Regions from separate parts of the Mus musculus genome. Here region 2 is linked to region 1. The links are chromatin contacts, called in public HiChIP or PLAC-seq maps. All regions are on one chromosome and are shown on one strand. Each heading gives the region's core, a stretch centred on a gene start, on an enhancer-like site or on the middle of the called end of the contact. The rest is flanking DNA. Distances are from core to core; before and after follow the strand shown. Region 1 holds the start of Gm34418 (a long non-coding RNA gene). Region 2 overlaps Dnah17 (dynein, axonemal, heavy chain 17).

Region 1 (6,568 bases), core at 3,501-6,000:
CCTATGGATATGCTGACTGACAGGAGAGGAGAGGGGTGGGGTGACCAGGTGCGACTAGAGCCCCCCCCCCTCTTCTCTCCGGGCTGGGGAATAAAGAAGAGGGGCTCCAGGAGTCTTCCTCTGCCTCACAGCTCCTTTGCCTGACTGAGAGATGCATGGTGACTTGGGACACCCTGTTAATTTTCTTTTATATTCTAAATGGCTGTCTACATCTGTCCCTCTCTTGTCTCTGGGCCTTTTGACCTATGTATACCCCGAGGTGGAAGTGGAAAGGGACTCCGTCTGGTGACCTGACCACTGGCTGGCTGAGAGGTTCCAGGCGGTGGGAGCCATGCAGATTCCCAGGCTGCTATCCAGATCTCAGGGTTACAATGTCAGCTTGGGCGTCCAGGGAAGAGCTGCCTGCCTTTCTTCAGTGCATAGAGAGGCAACCCGAGGCTGAGCAGGTGGGAGGACTGGAGAGGACTGGGGACGATCATCGGGTGCTCTCCCCGCTCCTAGCTCCTAGCTTTAGTCTCTGTGGGTGCCTATCACAGTTCGTACAAGGCCTAAGAGAATCCGAATCCTTCTTCCCCTTCTCCTCAGCTCTTCCACCTCGCCAGCTCCTCCTCCTCCGCAGCTCCTCCCCCTCAGCTACTCCTCCCCCTCAGCTACTCCTCCCCCTCAGCACCTCCCCCCGCCCCCCCCCCCAGCACTTCCTCTTGGGCTCACTGCCAGATCTGCCCATGATCGAAGAATCCCCAGCACCTTCCTCGCAGGAGGAGGAGCCAGAACCCAAACAGCAATTTCTCAGTGCTTCCTAACTAACACACAAAATCTAGTGCCTCGGGCCTGTCTTGTCACCCAGCCAGCCAGGGGCACCCCTGCCACCCAGACCTGAGGTTGGAGAGGGTCCTTGCTGCTGAAGTTTGGGGGTGGCTCCAGGCTGTGTGTGGGGCGCTCATCTCCAGCCCGCAGGCAGGCGCATGCCAGGATGCTGGCTCGTTGCCCGGGCAGAGGAACACAGACTTGCTGCCGTGGAGTTAATTAGGAAGAAGGGAGGTGGTGGAGGGAACTGGCAAACAAGAGAGGTGGGCCGTGCCAAGCGACTGATGCCACGTGCCGCGCCCCGGGTTTTGGGTGGGAGATGGGCAAAGCTGGCTGTTGGGAGGTCGCCTCACCCCGGGCGATTCTGCACCTGCCAGATCGGCAAACGGGACAACGGGACAATGAGGCCCCACTGCTGGATTTTATCAGGTGCCTCCTGCAACAAGAGACCAGGCCCACCTCTCTCGGGGATTCTGGGGAAAGCCCAGCTCCTCTGCAGAAGTCAGAAGCCACACCGGAGGTAATTAACGCAGAGAAACTGGGAGGAAGAAGAAATTACAGCTGGAACTCCTCCTTTGCACTGGGCCGGCCTCCCTGACTGCTCAGTAGACCCAGTGGCCAGGGCGCCTGCTCCTACTTGTGCAGGTGGAAGGGGTATCACTGATATTTTTTTAAGATTAATTAATTTTAAAAGGATTTATATATTTTATGTGTATGAGTACTTTGCCTGAATGTATGTCTGTGTACCAGGTGTGAACCTATTTCTTGTGGAAACCAGATAAGGACATCAGATCCCATAGAACTGGCTGTAAGCTACCTTTTGGGTGCTAGGAACCAAATTCGGGTCCTCTGTAAGAGCAGCAAGTGTTCTTAATCCCTAAACTGTCCACCTCCCCAGCATCTAAATTTCAAACGCTATTTTTATGTTTACTTATTTGTATGTTGGGGGGGGGCACAAGTGTGCCATAGCACATGTGTGGACATCCGAGAACAACTACGGGAGTCAATTCTCTAGGGGGTCAAAGCCAGGTCATTAGGCTTGGTGGCAAGTACCTTCAGCTACTCCCTGCCCTCTGGTGTCACCATTGTTAAAGCACGTTGCTGGCCAGAGCTTTAACTCAGCAGGCTCTGTGTGCACACATGTGTTTATGTATGCATATGTGTGCACACATGTATGTTTCCATGTGTGTTCGTGTGTGTGTGTGGCTCAGAAGCTCCACAGCTCAGCAGCTTAGCTGCTTCTACACTTCAGGAAAACTTCTTGGCCTTGTGGAGATGGCAAAACAGTTGCCCGACAAGCATGGGACCTGAGTTCAATCTGAAGAATACACATACAAGCCAGATATGGTGGCCCCTGCTTGTACTCCCAGGGCTGGGGAGATGGGGACAGGGAGGCTCCTGGGGACAGGCCAGCCAGCTAGCCTGCTCATTGGGTTTCAGGGCAACAAACAAGGTGACAGCACCCAAGGAATGACAGCCAAGGTTGTCTTCTGAGTGCCATACACATTCACATACACACCCATGAACACACATGGGAACATACAGGTGTGCACTCATGTGCATACATAAACACACGTGTACACACATTCACACACACATACATGAGCATACACCTGTGAACACACATACGAACATACATGTGTGCACACATTCACACACACACATGAACATACACCTGTGAACACACATGTGAACATATGTGTGTGCACGCATGTGCATACATAAACACACACGTGTGCATGCACACAGACCTCACTGCTTTGGTATCACAACCATTTTCTTCAGTTGTTCCAACTGCCACCTAAATCCCCATATATCATTCGTATTGAGCCCTGGGCAATGAAACACGTGCACATATGCACACTTACATAGGGATGTCAATCCAGGGACATTACAGAGCCTCTCTAGGAGCATGGTAGCAGCTGTCCAATGCCCTGGGGTTGCTCAGCCGAGCAAAGCTTCCATTTTCAGGGAGCTTGGAGCACAGCTGTGCATAGGGTCAATGCCACATTCTCTCCTAGCGGTTTGCTCCAGGATCTCTGGGCAGGCCATCATGCCCTACCTGGGATCTGAACCCTGGTCCTCGAGCTTGAAGAGCCACTTCCCCAGCTCCTGATCTCTGGTTTTCAGCTGGAGGGTTTTGACTGTTCCTGTTTAATGGGCTGTCTCTGGGGTGGGGCTCATGTCCGACATCTTGCCTTGTCCTTGCTGTTTATCCCACCTGCTCTGTCCCTCCCTCCTCTCTGCCTTGTGTATTTCTTAGGATTCCATTTGTTGCTGTGTCAAGGATTAATCATGTATCCCAGGCTGGCCTTGAACTTGATTGTAGCCGAGGATAGCAGCCTATAACTTCTGCTCCTCCTGCCTCTATTTTCCAGTGCTGGGAATATAGACCTGTGCTGCCATAATTACTTTATGCCCAGTTCATGTGGTGCTGGGGGTTGAGCCCGCTTAGACTCTCTTGGACCCCAGTTTATCCTCTCATGAAGGAATAGCAGTGTGTGCTCGCCCAGCTCCGCAAGCCATGTGTTGTGGTTCCCTCTGTCTTATGTTAGGCAGTGTGCTGCATTTGCACTGTGCGGTTGGTTGTTACCAGTTCATTGTTAGTCTCTGCTCCCCAAAGTCCAAACAAGTGAGGCTCAGCCACCTGCCCCAATACATCCAACCCAGAGCCAAGCAGCGCCACCCTGGGGAAGCAGGTAAAAAACTTTCCATGACTCCAGATCCATCCAAGAGATGACTGCTTCTATGCTGGGGGTGGGGGGTGGGGGGTGGGGGGGTGGGGGGGTGGGGGGGTGGGGAAGGGGGTAGCCTCAGCTCCCACGGTTCTTAGTGACTATCATGGGTCAGCTGTCCTGTGGGGCTTCCTGTTGTCTGGGGCAGGTGTGGTCTCTTGTTGTAAAGATGTTTATTGGATGATCCGGATGTTTCAAGGAACCGCTGCACCTTGGAAGGAGAGAAGAGCCATGAAAGAGCAGAGCGACTCAGAGAGCAAGGAGATGGCGTCAGGCCAGCCACTGGCCTCAGGCAGCAACAGGGCCAAGCTCTACGGGGCTATGGGTCGGAGGGAGGCAGGAGCTCACCTCCAGCACCCACAGAGCCTTGGCAGCAGGAGAGAAGTTAGCTTGAGAAACGCACGGAATGGATGAAGAGAAGAAAGCTCGGTCCACTTAAGTGCATCGAACATAAATCGGAGGCTGGTTTCCAGCCCTCCATAGAGCTGGCCTGGGTCCCCCTCTTTGTGCCGCACTCACAGCCCTGAGCTGTAGTCTGCTCATCTTTAAGCCCAACAATCCCCGTGCTATCTCCCCAGCTTTTCAACCGCTGCAGCTCACGGCCCTGAACACATTTTGTGAAGGGCTAGAGCTGGACATATGCGAACAATTAAACTCCTCTAGATCCTCCACCCAGGAGCCAGGCCCTGAGACATGAAGTCATGCTTCTATTTTTCTCTCTTTCCTTGTGGAGAGGAGATTTGGGAAGGGTGGAGGGACCTGGCAAGAGGGAGAGCAAAGATGGCCGGAGCAGGAGAGCTGCCGGCTGGAGATTTGTTCTGGAAGCTGCAGATGGTTCCAGAAGGCGCTGGTTGCCCCCAAGGGTTCCCTCCTCTGGCCGCCACTGCTTTCCCTGATTCTTCCCATTGTTCTGAAGCCAGATGCAAGGACTCCTGTTCCAGGATACTGCCTCCCTCCCCCTCACAAGTTAGAAAGAAGCCTTGGGTGAGGGGCGCTGAGGGATTGCAGGCGGGGGAAGGGCTGCCCCTCTGCCAGGCACGCTGCGCTGCGGAATCACTGTTTTCTTTTCTTTCTTTTTTTTTTTTGAAGTCAAAACCACTCATGAGGCTTCCCCCTCCCCTACCCAGAGCCCCTCCATTATCCCTAGGCCATTTGGTGGTGGTTGCCATGGAGACCACAAGCAAAATGGCATGCAAATCAACACAGCAAGAACAACAGCAGAAGATGGGCCCAGGGAGTGAGGGCAGCTGGAAATGCCTCTACCCACAGCACCCCTAGAATAAAAGGCTCTGGATCCCTCAGGGTTTGAGGAGGTTCCCCATCAGCCATAGGACGGACGGAGGCTGAGTGGGTGTCCTGAGAGGATAACCAAGGAAAACTCAAAAAGCGATCTGCCTACTTCCTGGCCCAGTCTTTAGCATTAGCCATCAAATAGGGAGGGGCTCTAGGTCTGGCTTGGGGCCAGAAGGATGCTCAGGGCAGAGGCTTTCCTGGCCAGAAGATACCTGGCTCACAGCCATCCAGGGATGAACATGGCAGATCAGCCATCCCAAAGCCAGGTCCCTCGGGCTTGGCACAGGCGCTTTCTCTCCACCCATTTGGAAACCATCTCTGTTCAGACTCCTGGGGCCTCAAAGAGGCAAGGCAGCAGCTCAATTTTTTAAGAAGAAAAAAACCACAGCTCCCAAGAATCTAAATCTGTGAACTTGGGGCCTCTTGATTGAAATGAGAGTTGACTACGGAACTGGGGGTTTGGATGCCCTTTTCTGTATCCTAGAGGTTTCCCCACTGAGGTTGATCAAAGGCCCAGGAAATGGCCTGCGATAGGCTAGCGATCATGGTGCCGCCTCATGTTCCTGCTCAGAGGCAGTGGGGAGAGAGGGAAATGTTCTGCACGTGGCCTGGCTCCCTGGGTTAGGAGTGATGTGGAGGCTTCTTGGAGCAGTATCCCCAAAGCAGCAGTCAGTTCACACCAGGACCTCTCCCTGAGCTCCATCTCAGCTGCATGGTTTTCTGAGCACACACAGCCTGCAGAAGTGATAGGCTCAGGGCTGGGAAGGACCTGCCCCATTACTTCTGTAACTTTCTTCACCCAGAGCTCAACAGCCCACTGTGTTTTGAAGTGGAAACTTAAGGGTTCTTTGAAAAGTCAGTTGTGTTGGATGGTGTCTTGCTGGGGCAAACACACAAAGGAACATTTCGCCGAAGCAAACACAGGTGAAAGGATGTTCTGCTAAAGGAAGCATGTGAAAGGACACGTGATGAAGGATTCTTCACTTACGACATGCATGTATTGGTCCGTCTTACAGTGCATAGTTGAGCTCCATTTGTCAGGGCTCCATAGAGAGAAATGCACCAAAAAAACCTTCTAGTGGTGTGCTATGGCTTCTTGCTGCTTTCCGGGACACGGGCAGAGCGATGTCAACTGAGACAGACACACGGGCTGAGGCAAGACACTTGGTGAAGCAAGACCCGTGGAGGACACGTGAAGTTTGAGGGAATTATAAATAGGACTTGGTGGACAGTGATGGGAGCTGGCTGGGCTTGGCTTGGCTGGGCTGAGCTGAGCTTCAGGCTTGCTTAAAGAGCTGGCTGGGCAATGCTTGTTGGTCTTGAGTCTTCGCTGATCTTCGCTTCTTTGGGAGAGAGCAGCAGCTGAGAACTTTTCCTGGAGTCCCTCCTGCTGACTTGTGCTGATTTGGCTGAGGCCTGGCTATCCCTGTAGACTGCTGATGTATCTGGGAAGTGTTTGCAAGTGGACTGAGCTGCTGCTGCTGGCCTGTAAACTGAACTGCTGATTTCCTGACAACACAGATGGGATTTGTTCCAAAGAACCATCTCTAAACAGGTCCACTTCCCACCTCCCTTCTGCTCCATATCCTCTCGTTTCCATTGCCTCTGGTGGGTGGTGGGCTAGAAGGGAGGTTAAAGCATTTAAGAACCATTGTTTGAAAAAACAAAAAAAAAGGGGGGGGGGCTTTGAAAAAAACTAAAGTTATAATACTCTGTGTTCACAGCCCCATCTG
Region 2 (6,229 bases), core at 646-3,145, 610 kb before region 1:
GCTCAAGTTCCGCCTTGACGCTAGTGGAAAGCCACTCAAGTTTGGGCTGGGGATGTACAGCAAGGAGGACGAGTTTGTGGACTTTGATAAGGAGTGTGACCTCTCCGGGCAGGTGAGCCTTGGAGGGGCGGGGTTGGCTGCATGCTGCCATGTGGTCATCCATCTGTCAAGGAGATGCTTGGGGGCCTCTTTTTATCTGATGTACCAGTGGAGGTCAGAGGACAACTTTCGGGAGTCGGTTCTCTCCTTCCACTGTGTGGGCCCCAGGGATAGAGCTCATGTTTGCCAGGCTTGGCAGCAAGCACCTTTACCTGCTGAGCCATCTCACCGGCTCCAACTTTGTTATAGAATCTATAGCACACAGCCTTCCCGTAGTGTGTGGTAAAGGAAGGGGCAAAGGAAGGAAGAAGAGGTAGGCTTGACCCATCTCTGAATTGTCACAGCTGGTGCAGAAGGGGGCTGTGCCACCTGAACAGGTTCTGAGCCCCTGTGCACAGGAAGTGGGCATGACGATTGAGTGGCTTCAGAGAAGCAATCGTGTGGCCCTGGTCCTCCTTCCAGCAAGCATGTCACCTACACTCGGTTTACCGGATCCTACCTAACGACAGCAAACTTCTCACTGGCCCTTCCCCGACCTCGCTGCCTGACCTCTGACCCAGCCACAGAGATGATATGGCCATTAGCCTGAAGGAAAATGCGTAGGGGCAAACCAGAACCTCTCACTAGAGTCTGGGCACTAGGGAGGTCAGAGGGGCTAGATGGGGCTTAGCCTCCCATTGCTCCTCTCAGAGGGACTCTGAGCAGCAGCAAGGTCCTTTCAGGGGAGTGACCGCTAGAAAAGACAGCCTGCTCCCCGACCCAGGTGCAGCAGGGAGAGCTGGGCTTGATCAGCTGTGGTGCTGGAGATGAGCCCAGCACCCCATGAGAGCAAGGTAGACAGTCTCCCACTGAGATAGACTTCTCTGCATGGCTGCCTGCTCCCTTCTCCGACTTAGGGATAACTGTATACTCCGCAAGCTTTTGCCAGGTGTCCCTGGCTTACTAAAGCGGCCTTTAGGTGGGGTCAGCTTTGGGGGCTTTTTAAAAACTTTATCCTAGCCGGACGTTGGTGCCGCATGCCTTTAATCCCAGCACTTGGGAGGCACAGGCAGGCAGATCTCTGAGTTCAAGGCCAGCCTGGTCTACAGAGTGAGTTCCAGGACAGCCAGGCCTATACAGAGAAACCCTGTCTGGGGGGGGGAGGGGGGACACGGACTTTATCCTAGTGTGTGTGTGGGGGGGAGACACTCACATGGAGGTTAGAGGACAATTTTGTGGACATGATTCTCTCCTTCCATTTTATGGGGATTCTGTGTATCGAACCTAGGTCGTCAGTCTCACACTACAAATGCCTTTACCAACTGAGGCATCTCATTGGCTCGGGTGGGTCGTCTTCTACTGCTCTATGGGTAACATTAGCATCTCTGTCCCTGACGCTGGAGGGAGCTTCCAAGTTCTTGGCATCTTGTTTAAAGAGTTGAAGCTCACACACAAGTGATAAAAACAGCGGGCGGGCAGAGGAGAGACTATTTAGAGACAAAGCAAAGGAATAGAGCAGACACACAGGGGCAGTGGGCACTAAAATAAGTGGCTCAGAGTTCTGGCTGGGTGCCAACACTGTTTCTGTGGATCCAGGTGGAGGAGGAGTTGGTTGTTAATCCTGGACTTGGAACATGTGCGTGCCCGATCGTGCAAACCCATGAGATGGCTAACAGGGGATTTTCCTGAAGAGTTGACTTGGGATCCATTCTGCCTCTCTCCCCATGTACCCCAAAACTGGTCCACACTGGGCTGGCTCACTGCTTCTGGATCTGGGATGCTTGCTTGGTCCCCGGAAGGAAGCTATTGAGTAGCCATAGATCAGAGCGATGGTGGCTTTGTTTAGAGAGGGGTGTGGGTGAAGCTCAGTGCAGGTGGAGATCCCAGGTGGCCAACTTCTTTGTTGGGAAAGGACTGGGCAGAGGTCAGGACAGGCAGGGTGGCTCCGCCTGCCCGCCAAGCTCACCTGCTTCGGGCGTACCAGTCACTGTGATGAGATATGCCTGTGAGGTCAGAGTGAGGTCTTTCCCCAGGTGGAAGTGTGGCTGAATCGCGTGCTGGACCGAATGCGCGCCACGTTGCGCCACGAAATTCCAGAAGCCGTGGTGACTTACGAGGAGAAACCGAGGGAACAATGGATCTTTGACTACCCGGCCCAGGTCTGGAATGGATGCGGGCCCACTGCAGTGTGGCTCTGGGCCCTGGGTCATGCTCTTGTCTGTTGGGAATGGGGTTAACTGTATAATGCAAGCTCATTTAAAAGAAATTTCCCTTTATTTTATGTGTATGGGTGTTTTGCCTGTGTGTATATATGTGTACCACGTGTGCAATGCCCACAGTGCCCACTAGAGGGCGAAAGATCCCCAGGAACTGAAATTAAAGATGGTTGTGCGCATCCACGAGGGTAGAGTAGGATGGGGTGGGGGGAAGTAAACCCATGTCCTCTGGAAAAGCAGCCAGTGCTCTTAACCACAGAGCTGTCTGTCCAGCCTCGTGGCCTTGTCTTTTCTTTTTTCTGGGGGTGTAGATGAAAGTGGGGGTTCAAGACGGTTTCTCTGTGTAGCCCTGGCTTTCCCAGAACTCGTTCAGTAGACCAGGCTGGCCTCAAACTAAAGAGATCCACCTGCCTCTGCCTCCTGAGTGCTGGGATTAAAGGTGTGTGCCACCACACCTGGCTATGACCTCGTCTTACTGTCCATAAAGAACAGTTTCTTCTGGGTGGTTTCCAGGTGGCGCTGACATGCACGCAGATCTGGTGGACGACGGAGGTGGGCCTGGCGTTCGCAAGGCTGGAGGAAGGCTACGAAAACGCCATCAAAGACTACAACAAAAAGCAGGTTTGGAGGCTCTGGGCCCCACACTACCAGGCAGTAGCCAGAAGCCCCACCCCCATCCCACCCCCAACCCCCTGTCTTGATGAGAGTGCCTATTGCTGAGATAAAAACTACATGACCTAAAGCAACTTGGAGAGGAAAGGGTTTATTACAGGCGCAGCTCACAACTGTAGTCCGTCGTCCAGGAAGTCAGGACAGGAACCTGGAGGCAGGAACTGAAGCAGAGGCCACAGAGGATCGGAGGATCATTGCTTACTGGCTCGATCCTCAAGGCTTGCTCAGCCTGTTTTCTTTTGCAGCCCAGCATCCTCAGCCCAGGCTAGGCCCCACCCACAGCAGCCCGAGCCTTCTCCCATCAATCGCTAATTAAGGGAATGAACCACAGGCTTGCCCACAGGCTGATCTGGTGGGGGCATTTTCTCAGTTGAGGCTCTCTCTCTGAAACGACTGTAACTTGTGTCAAACTGACCTAGAAGCAGGCAGTTCAGGTCCCCCTCTCCAAGGTGAAGCTGTATTCACTGTCTGTGTGGGTCATAAGCTGTCCCGTAACAGTACAAGTGTCATCGTCACCAATACATTACTCCTTCTACAGTAAACAACTTGCTGGGGTCAAGCCTCAGAACCCTTCTACAGTGTGTCCCCAGAAATCAGACGCCAATCTACAGTGTGTCCCCAGAAATCAGACGCCAATCTACAGTGTGTCCCCAGAAATCAGACGCCAATCTACAGTGTGTCCCCAGAAATCAGACGCCAATCTACAGTGTGTCCCCAGAAATCAGACGCTAATCTACAATGTGTCCCCAGAAATCAGACACCAATCTACAGTGTGTCCCCAGAAATCAGACGCCAAAACTATTCTTTTTTTTTACAATCCCCACCCCCTCTGTCTCTTTGTGTGTGTATACATGTGCATCTCGTGTGCATGAGATCAGAAGACAACCTGTGTGTGTGTGTGGGGGGGGGGATCAATTCTTTGCTTCCCGTGAATGGAACTGGGGTTGTTGGGCTGGACGGCAGGCACCTCCATCCTCTGAGTACTTTCTTTCCCTTGAGTCTCTTGGTTAAATCTTAGAAGATGCGTGTGTGAGTTTGTGAGTGTGTGTCCGTGCACATGAACCTTGGGTGGTTTCTCAGGAAACTTAGTTTGAGGTCAGGGTCTGAAGCTTTCCCATTAGGCCAGGTTAGCCCCCGGGAGCCCTAGAGATCCTCCTGTGTCTGCCCCCCGAGGGGTGTTGGGATTACAAGCAAGATGCCTCCTTACTTACACGGGATCGAAGCCAGGTCCTTGTGCTTACAAAGACAGCACTCCACTGGCTATGCCATCGCTCGGGGCCGATTGTCTCCTGTAGCTTCAGAGCCTTCCTGCACATGTGGCCTGATTACAGGCAGCTGTTTTTACTGAAGGACAGGCTTGCTCTTCTAAGGGCTCCATAGTGTACCCACCTGGGAGGAGAGGAACTTTTCTGGAGGCTTTTTTTTTCCATCGTGGTAAACAAGGGCTGTGATCTTGCGTGCACACACACAGGCGCACGCACAAGCGTCATTCCCTGTGGGCCATGACAGCCTGGGCGTCCGGCCCAGTGAGCTCTGCCCCAGCACAGGCACACTTCTCTCTCTCTCTCACTCTCTCTCTGCAGATCAGCCAGCTGAATGCGCTCATCACTCTGCTCATTGGAAATCTCACCGCCGGTGACAGGATGAAGATCATGACCATCTGCACCATCGATGTGCACGCCCGAGACGTGGTGGCCAAGATGATCACCGCTAAGGCAGGAGCACCCAGCCGTGCCCCAGGCGCTGGGGAGGCGGGAGCACCCGGGATGGTGGGAAGAGCTGGGAACCCAAACACTCAAGAACTCCAGTGTTGACAACCTCCTCTTCCCAGGGTGGTGACTGAGGGTTAGGGCTGTCCTCTACACACACACACACACACACACACACACACAAAATCCATGGGGGTCAGATGAGTGGACTGCTAGAAGTTTCCATTCTTGTGTGTGTGTTCTTCTTATGTGCGCAGGCACATGTGCACGTATGTGTGCATACATGTGGCAGCCCGAGGATGACCTTAAATGTGGCCCCTCAGGTGCCATCCACCTTCCTTTTTGGAGACAGGCTCTCATATTGGCCTGGAACTCAGGCCCAGCCCCCACACTCCACACCCCACACTCCACACCCCACTCCCACCTCATCTTCACTTCCTCAGCCCTGGAATTGCAAGCACCTGCTGTCACTGGATGACTGTCACACCACATGGGTTCTGAAGATTGAACTCAACAAGTTGTTTGCTGCCTGGGCCAGCCCCCAACCCTGGAAGCCCCTATCTGTAGCAGGCTGCGGCCAGGGGTATTGAAAGAGTCATGTACCCGACTGAGGGGAGAGCCCCCGGGACCGGCCTGGAGCCAAGACCCCTGGGTTTCTGCTGCAGGTGGAGAGTTCGCAGGCCTTCACCTGGCAGTCGCAGCTTCGACACCGCTGGGACGAGGAAAAGAAGCACTGCTTCGCCAACATCTGTGACGCTCAGATCAAATACTCCTACGAGTACCTGGGCAACACACCTCGGCTGGTCATCACCCCACTCACAGATAGGTGGGGACCACCTACAGCCCGATGCCCTACCCCCTCCCCCACAGACCCCCCTCCCACTCCACCCCCCACCCTGGCTCTGCAGCTAGAAAAGCCCACGTTCATTTGGTGGGGAGGTCCTGTGTTGTAGAAGTTTGTAATCCTGACCTGGAGTTTCTACCCTGCTTTTGACCATTTAGTTCCCGGATAAAAGACACATATGACCGACCTTTATATTTACAATAAGCCTTAAACAGCACAAGAGCTGGGCAGATACCTACCCTCTATGCTGTTAGAATCTACTTTCCTATGGATAACCCTGAGTTGTTACATAGTAATGTTTCATCTGGGCTGTTCTTAACTCCAATTGGTCAGCCCTCAGGGCCACCTTTTTTATGGTTCACCTAACCCATAGTGGCCTCAGCCGCTGCCGCCTCCTCCTCCTCTTCCTCCTCCTCCCTCCCCCTCCCTCTCCCTCCCTCCTCCTCCTCCTATTCATCTACTCTGACCCCCAAACCTGGAAAACCTAAACCCCACCTATGTCTCTTCTACCCAGCTATTGGCTGTTGGCATCTTTATTTACCAATCAGAAATAACTTGGGGCCAGGTCACAGATCTACATGCAGACTTCAGGTCTTGGGGGCCAGGCAGGAGCCCTGCTTTAGGCTGAGCTCTTGGTCCTTCACTGGCTGTGTCCCCAAGGAGTGGCTTCACCTCCCTGAGGTCTGCAGAACAGGGAGAGAGCTACAGGA

The links. HiChIP or PLAC-seq counts read pairs in DNA pulled down with a chosen protein or histone mark.
Region 2: a contact with region 1 is called in an H3K4me3 HiChIP or PLAC-seq map of embryonic stem cells, with 13 read pairs. The contact joins two enhancer-like sites.

Annotation. Positions count from the first base shown.
Region 1 is chr11:117,477,238-117,483,805 of GRCm38.p6, reverse strand. It overlaps Gm34418 (a long non-coding RNA gene), which reads left to right and starts at 754. Exons shown (of 2, transcript XR_389180.4): 1 at 754-1,327; 2 at 3,742-4,234. Within about 2 kb of position 4,750, at least 108 of the 459 cell types and tissues checked have an H3K27ac peak or open chromatin away from gene starts, as enhancers often do. A contact at or near this core is called in embryonic stem cells, where this site is marked.
Region 2 is chr11:118,087,402-118,093,630 of GRCm38.p6, reverse strand. It overlaps Dnah17 (dynein, axonemal, heavy chain 17), which reads left to right. Exons shown (of 81, transcript NM_001167746.1): 31 at 1-112; 32 at 2,112-2,237; 33 at 2,829-2,915; 34 at 4,550-4,675; 35 at 5,341-5,501. Among named protein-coding and RNA genes, the nearest start is that of Dnah17, 39 kb to the left of the region's middle. Within about 2 kb of position 1,895, at least 4 of the 459 cell types and tissues checked have an H3K27ac peak or open chromatin away from gene starts, as enhancers often do. A contact at or near this core is called in embryonic stem cells, where this site is marked.